Linked DNA regions of Ovis aries: region 1 is linked to region 2. A link is a contact called in public Hi-C data. All regions are on one chromosome and are shown on one strand. The core of a region is the stretch at or near the end of the contact, and the rest is flanking DNA. Distances in the headings are between cores, read along the strand shown.

Region 1 (3,698 bases), core at 194-2,693, 35 kb before region 2:
CCCTAACAGGCAAGTCTGGGACTCGTGTGGGTAACTACTGGACAAGGGGACCTGTCCGCCTAGCGAGGGACCAAGGTTGGGTTTCCCCATCCCGAGTTTCCAGCGATCGTCTCTCAGAACTGAGCGGCCCCGCTTGAAAATTCCTTGGGTTCCAGGGGGTACGGGTGGGAGAGACTGCACAAAGCCCCATGGCCCCAGCCCCGGAGCCGAGGAAGGGCGCGTGGTCTCCTCGGCAAATTAAACGCAACCTAGAGTAAACGGGACAGGCTTTTGCAAAGAGACATTTGCTCCGAGCCCCAAGGTGGAGTAGGGAACAGTCCTCTGACCGAGCCCACAGGCACAGACTAGGCCAGTGTGTACCCCGACTTCAGCGGCCCTCCCCGAGCCCTGCAGAAAGACACGTGTGCAGCGAAAGGCTCTTACACACCAGCCGGGTTTTTATTTTTTTCCTACCCGGAGTGCGCTCTAGGCGCGCGGGAAAAAAGGAAAACGCACGTACCTGGCGGCGCTCAGAGGGCGGCCTCGCGGGCCCGCCGCTGGCGAGGGGGCCGCCAGAAGCCACTCCCCGCCCGGCCGGTCGCCACACGGCCCATCCCTCCCTCCCAGGCGACGCACCCCGCCGAGCCAACTCTCCAGGAAGCGCGACGAGCTTCCCGTCCGCGCGCCGGACACGTCTTCCAGCGCCAGGGCCCGCATCTCCTCCCTGCGAGCGGACGCGCAGAGGAACCCTGAGGCCCGACAGTTCCGGAGAGGGGCTACGAGGCCAAGGGGCAGCGCGTCCCGCCGCTAGGCTGCGGCTCCGGTTGCACGTCCAGACCTGGGTCCGGGCGCGTCCTTCTCGACCCAGGTTCCCGCTTTCCCACGTTCGCGGCTGAGCTAGCGGAGACGGACGCGGAACCCTCGGGGAAGACAAGGAGGCAGCGGCGGCCGCGGTCGGCGCAGGAGCCCCGGGGCGGGAGGGGTGCTGGGCGGAGGGGCGGGCGGGTTCCCGCCGCCCCGCGCCCTGCGGCCGCCGCCCTCCAGGAGCGCTCGGCCCCGCCCCCGCGGAGGGGCCCCGCCCCCGCCTCCACCCGGCATTGGAGTCCTCCCCCTCGAACACCCCCGCACTCTCCCTCCTCGCCTTAAACCCCTCGCCTCTCCCCGCTCCCCGCCCCCGACCTCGAGCCCCCCTGTCCTCCCCTTCCAGCGCGGTTCCGTGCCCCCGCCCCTCGCTTCTTACCCCCCCATCCTCGCTCTTCCACCCCTCCCCCACTCGCTGTCCTCCCGCCCCGCCTTCCCCTGCTCAGTCCGCGCCCCCGCCCCCGCCCCCGCCTCCGTCCCCGCCCCCGCCCCCGCCTGCGCGGGTGTTCCCCCGGTTCCGGCCCCAGCTCTCTTTCTCCCCTCCCCTCTGGCCTCCTCCACGCCTTCCCCATCCGCTCCCGGCCCAATCGCCGCCCGCCGCCGCCGCTCCCTTTGTCTAAGCCGCGGCCGCCGGCCAATGGGATCTCGCGGAGACGCGGGCGGTGCGCGTCTGAGCCAATGGGCTGGCCGGGCGGGTCGAGGAGGAAGGCGCCGCGGACTCCGAGTCGGGCAGGCCTGCGCCGGGGCCCAAGCGGAGCTTCGAAAACGGCTGACTCGCCGCCCAAGACCCCGCGCTTTGTACCTCCGAATCCGCCCTCCGGAAAAATGCCCTGGAGTGCAGAGGGGGTGGGGGTGACACCGCGTGGCAGCTCCGGAGCAGGGGGCCCAGGGGATTTGCCTAAGAACCGCCCGTCGCTTTCTGCCCCGGGGTCCGCCCCCATATCTCTCCGGGGACTTGAAATGCAGCACTCTGGAAGGGAAAGAGGATGCCCTGAGAGCGTCCCGGGGCTCCGGAGTGGGGCGCTACTCAGGGGCCTCGCCACCAGGAACTGTCCCCTGGGATAGGGTTGGGGCCCAGGAGCCAGTCCTGGCCTCACTTCTTGCCTGGCGTCTGTCTCAGGGTCACCGCAAATGAGGGGTGGCCCCTGTCGTCCCGGGCTGGGTCATACTGAAGGGAGGAAAGACGCCGCCCCGGGACTCTGAGATATGGACCCTCCACGGCTGGGGCTGCAGATCTGCTGCTCTTTGCACTCTGCCCGCAGGTGGGGTTCTTCCCAGTTTACGGGTGGAGGAGGGGTCACAGCCAGGGCCTCTGCCTCTGCCCTCACCTGAGCCCTATGGGGATGAGCATAGTTCTCACCCTTTAATTACTTCCCTGCTGCCGCCCCAGAAAGGAGGAAGGTAATCCCAAATTACTAGTTCCCATCTTTTCATAAAAAGCAGGTTGGCTTGCTTTTAGAGAAGTTGAGCCCAGTGCAGTCCTGCACATTCTTTGAAAGCACCAGAAAGACAGGAGAAGGAAATACAACCGGTGGTCCCAGGCCTCAGGAAGGGTGGTTTCTAAACTTTTCTTGGTCTCCAAGTAAGTATTAGTTGCTCAGTCGTGCGCGACTTGGCGATCCCATGGACTGCAGCCCATCAGGCTCCTCTCTCCATGAGATTTTCCAAGCAAGGATAGTGGAGTGGGTTGCCATTTCCTTCTCCAGGGCATCTTCCCAACCCAGGGATCAAACCCGGGTCTCCTGCATTGCAGGCAGATTGTTTACCTACTGAGCTACAAGAGAAGCCCTTGGTTTCCAAACCTCTGTTCAAATTTTGATGACAAATAAGAGTAGGAACTGAAGCAAAAGAGCTGAGCTGAACCTTATGTGTGGGTAAGATGGCAATGGCAGAGGGACCTGCCCTGTCACAAATGTCCTGGGACCTGCTGGATTTGGCCTGAGAATTGTCATCACTGGGCTGCTGCCACCAAAGTTATGGTTCAGTTCCCTATTGCTAAAGCCACTAGTCAGTGACCATCAAGGCACCATCTTGGAGTTCTCCCAGTGACCCTTAAGGCACCACCTTGGGGTTCCTCCCACCAGGGGTTATGGGGATCCCGAACTAGGCCTCAGGAGGCCAGCAACATCCAGGTGGAAGCAGGCAGCCCCTTCCAGCAGCCTGCCCTGGTCCAGACCCAGGTCCTGTAACCGGCAGACCCATCACAGGTCCTTGGAAATTCTGCTCCCAGGAACTAAGCATTCAAGGCTTGAGAACTGGACTGGTTTAGATGCCTCAAAGAGGTTAAAAATCAAGTTGATGGTCCAGATGCTTCCTAACAGTCTGTACTCTACCCTCAATCCCTAGAAATGACAGAAAAATGAAAAAAACTCACTAGAACCAGGAGAACAGGAAGGGTTTCGTTGAAGCCCAGATAGCCCAAGAAATCCTAGGGGTGGTGGGTGGTTGCTCTGGCTCCAGGGAAGAAACTGCTGGCAGTTGATGAGTGGCTTTGAGGCAGCAGCTGAAGGGTTAGCAGCAGACAGGAGACAGAGAAAATCACATTAATGAATAACACCTAGAAGAGCAGGGAACCACATGTCCCCAGAACTGTCACTGATGCCCCCAGAAGCTGGTCAGACCCATAAACACAATTTCAAGGCCAGTAACCACTTGTTGACAAACGGGAAAGCTTGCATATGAAGAGCAAGCCACAAATGAAGGATTTCCCACGAGGTGGGGCTGAGATTGCAGCTGTCCACCCCCTGCCCCCTTCCTCCCAAATTCCTTCCCATGTGCTAATGGGACACCACTGGTCCAAGGAGGGTGAGGGAGCCCTGGAGCAGTCCTAAACCCACCCACATCTACTCTCAGAGCCG
Region 2 (3,703 bases), core at 1,054-3,553:
TCCGGAAACCACGGCCCAAGCCCTGAGGTCTGCGCCAGAACTGTCCCCCCCACCCCACCCCACGCCCCGCATTGGCGGATGCGCCCAACCCGCGCCGGCACCCGCCCTCGGGCCCGCACCCGGGACCTAATTCAATCGCCCCCGGCCTAATGAATAGCCGTGCGCTAATCGGATCTCCGAGGGCTTTATGGATTTATACGTGCCGCCTCCTCTCCCGCTGCCGACGCGCGCCACCTCGGTGGCTTCCGAAGGCACGGGCTTAGGGACTGGCCAGGGGCTCAGGCCGTGGGGGACAGGGGTCCTCGTCACCTGGCAGGGGTGTCGCTGGAGCCGGGACTCAGGACCGCGCCGGCCGAGTCCTGCGTCCTAGGCCCGGGCCGCGGAGCGTGGCGCTTACCTGCCAGCCCCGGACTCTCCGGAGCTGCCCGGCCGCGCCGCCCAAAGCGGGCTCCCACTTCCGGAGCCCAGTCCGCGGCCCAAGCCCCTACCCAGGTCAGAGATGCCCGCGGGGGAAGGCCGGCCGGAGCCTTGCGCCCGGCTTCCCCTTTCTCTCTGGATTCCTTTGATCCGCAGGCTCTTCGCCGCACCTCGGCTCCAAGGCTGCCAGGGTCGGCCCGCGGGGGTCCTGGAAACGGTCCCTAGCTTATCTCCTTTCATCAAGCGGCCTGGGGCCGCCTTGAAACCGCGGAGCCAGTAATTGCTTTTTTCAGGAGGCCCTGTGCGGACTGGACAACAGCCAATCAGCGCCTTGTTTACACTCGGTGATTGACAGCCTGCTGGCCGAGTGCCAGCCAATCCTGACGGTCCCTAGGGAGCGGGCGGGGGGGCGGGGAAAGAAAGGTGACAACAGAAGGCCTCTGGCTTAACCCGTTCCTGTCCCTACCGGTGGAGAAGGAAATGGCAACCCACTCCAGTATTCTTGCCTAGAGAATCCTGTGGACGGAGGAGCCTGGTGGGCTGTGTCCATAGGGTCGCACAGAGTCGGACACGGCTGAAGCGACTTAGTATGCATGCATGCATTGGAGAAGGAAATGGCAACCCACTCCAGTATTATGGCCTGGAGAATCCCAGGAACAGAGGAGCCTGGTGGGCTGCCGTCTATGGGGTCGCACAAGACTGAAGCGACTTAGCAACGGCGGTGGCAGCGGCTGTCCCTACCGGAATGAGCCGGTGGATACCGCGCGGGCCCGAGTTGGTTGGCATCTAGTTAAATACCATTTTTTTCCCCCTGAGGGGGAAGCAGAGCTGCACCTGGAGGAGTGAAAATAATGTATCCATCGCCACTAAGATATAGACTTGACTCCCGAGCATAAATAGCATCGTTGGGAAACCAAACTCTAACAGAAATATTTGGAGAATAACCTAAAAAATAGTTTGCATCTGATTACGATGAAGATATTTGTTTAGGGGCTTTTCTATTTAGGGCAAGAATTTATCATATGCAGGAGAGCGATATTGAAAAAATACTGTACATATCAAGGTGAACATATTTTTAAAATCTAGTTGCAGATGAAGAAAGGGCAATCTTTGTCATGGCCATAAATCCCCGGTTTTCATTTTCATCAGTGCTGGGTTGCAAAAATATAGCCATGGGGAATAAAAACAGGGTCCGCAGATACGTGGCCAGAGACACAAAACCTTCTCCCCAGATTCTGATCCCTGGGGCAAGAGGAGGAGAGGACAAGGCTGGCGACTCAAGAGTCCGTGGTACCCAGACTTCGAGAGTGTAGGCATTCCTGAGCTTGGTCAGAGCAGGTGGAGCCTCGAAGTGGTAGTAGGGCCAGGCAACCCGAGGAAGCCTCTATGCTTGGATCTCGGGCCTACCTGTGCCGGGTTCAGCCACCTGCCAGACATCCCAAGTATTTTAAAAAGCATCTGCTTCAACGCGTGTTGCTGTATCATCTGGCCTCTGTGCACTGGACGCCAAACGTTAGACCTGCTGGGTTAAATTTAAAAAAAAAAAAAAAAAGCAAAAGCCTTCTCCTCGGCGTGGATAAGCGCTCCCACTCGGCCCTGCTCCCTCTCCCGCCCTGCGCCAACACATTCCCATTCAGCAGCAACGATCTGCGCAAAGGAGCTGCGCAGTCGCCGGGCTTGAATTAGGCGCCATCGGGCTCGGTAGTAGCCCTGCTGCTCCCTGATTGGCAGCTCCCTGGCCCGGCGCCAGCCTATTGGGAGGCCTGTTTACGCCGAATGAGTGGCACGAGCTCCCGGCCGCGGAGGGCCGCGCGGCCAATCAGCGCACCGGCTGCTCCGGGCTGAGTGGCACGAGCTTATTAGTATGCAGGGCCCGTGGCTCGCCGCGCCGGGCTGCAGGTTTGAGAGCCGCTCTGGATGGGCTCGCTAGAGTCGTTGTTGTGGAAGCGGTGCATTTACAGTGCAACAGTCAGCACATTGAAAATACCAATAGGAATACAAAACAAAGTCACATTTACTGGTTTAATTGTATTGCATTCAATTGTATCCAGGAAACAACCTCCAGTAAGTAACTGAAATTGCTTTCATTTTTTTTTGTTTTTGTATTTTTATTATTATTTTATTTTTATTTTGGCTTTGGGGATTTACATTTTTTTTTTTTTTAGTAAGAGAAATTCAGGGTTGCGATGTTAAGAAGTATATATCTTCCCTTTTTAAAAATCCGTTATAATGTCGAACAGGCTTTTTTTTTTTTTAATGGACTATATGTAAGAGAGATTTTTTTTCCCCCTCTGAAAAATCTTATCGATCGGTTTAAAATTCCCCCTGTAATGCGTCCTTGCTTTGCTCTGAGCGCTTGTTGTGTCGATCGACACCCAGCATTAAAAATAAATAATCGCGACAGGACAGGGACCGCCAGGCTGCGTCCGGCGAAAGCCGCGCGGGCCGCTCCGGCTAGACAGCCGGCGAGGTCCCGGACGCAGCCAACGCGCTCCGGCTCTGGAGGCACCACGAACGAACCCCAATTGTTTGCACCCCCCCACCACGTTGCTCCCCTCCCCCGAGCAGCCTTGGGTCAGCCCCGCCCGGTCGCTCCACGGCGCCGGGAACCGGCTGGCTCGCGCTGGCCGAGGCGGCTGAGCCGCCTACTAGAGGGTCTTGCCGGCCGTCAGCCGCGTGCGGGGCGAGGGACCGGGCGGAGAGGGGTAACGGCGAGGTTCGTGGGGGTTCGCTTTCCAGAACCTAATTCATTTCAGGACATTTCAGAAAAAATTTTCCTGGGCGGCTGAGGGTGGCGGAGGGGGCCAAGCGAGGTCAGCGCAGAGTGGCTTTCTCACCGAGCGCATTCCGGGCGGCATGCAGGGCTCAGACCACCACCCCTGAGACGGCATCTGCGGACGGGTGCGCCTTGGGTTGCGGGGGCCAGGAGCGGCCACGGACCTCGGTCCTCTCCTGGCGGAGGTAGGGTGGGTGTCGGGCGCGACCGTTTCGCAGGGAGCGGGTTCTACGGCGGCGCCCAAGCAGCACGCGCCGGGTGTGCGCGGGCCCCAGCCCAGCCTGCAGGCCCCACAGCGCCAGCGCACCGGGAGACGGCGCTGGAGGATGCGGGCGGCCGAAGCAAAGGGAGGGTTTTCGGTGTTTAAATTAAAACCGAAGCAAAACCGAAGGAGCCGCTCCCACAATCCTGGAGCGCTCGAGCCACGCGCAGAGAGACTGGCGACTCCTGGGATCGCGCCGCGGAGTCCTAGGGAGGACCCGGCGTTTCGAAGTTCGACTGTTTCCAAAA

The links. A called contact is a pair of places that touch in the nucleus more often than the background predicts.
Region 1: a contact with region 2 is called in a Hi-C map of hypothalamus, with 3 times the contacts expected there. The contact joins the enhancer-like site here to the promoter of BAHCC1 in region 2. A contact is called at or near these places in 12 of 16 Hi-C or Micro-C datasets (blood, hypothalamus, liver and 6 more).

The regions. Positions count from the first base shown.
Region 1 is chr11:50,891,471-50,895,168 of ARS-UI_Ramb_v3.0, reverse strand. It overlaps LOC132657355 (a long non-coding RNA gene), which reads left to right. Exons shown (of 2, transcript XR_009595374.1): 2 at 1-954. Among named protein-coding and RNA genes, the nearest start is that of BAHCC1, 35 kb to the right of the region's middle. Within about 2 kb of position 1,443, at least 49 of the 54 cell types and tissues checked have an H3K27ac peak or open chromatin away from gene starts, as enhancers often do. A contact at or near this core is called in hypothalamus, liver, muscle and 1 more, where this site is marked.
Region 2 is chr11:50,857,149-50,860,851 of ARS-UI_Ramb_v3.0, reverse strand. BAHCC1 (BAH domain and coiled-coil containing 1) reads left to right here and starts at 2,303. Exons shown (of 28, transcript XM_042256754.1): 1 at 2,303-2,481.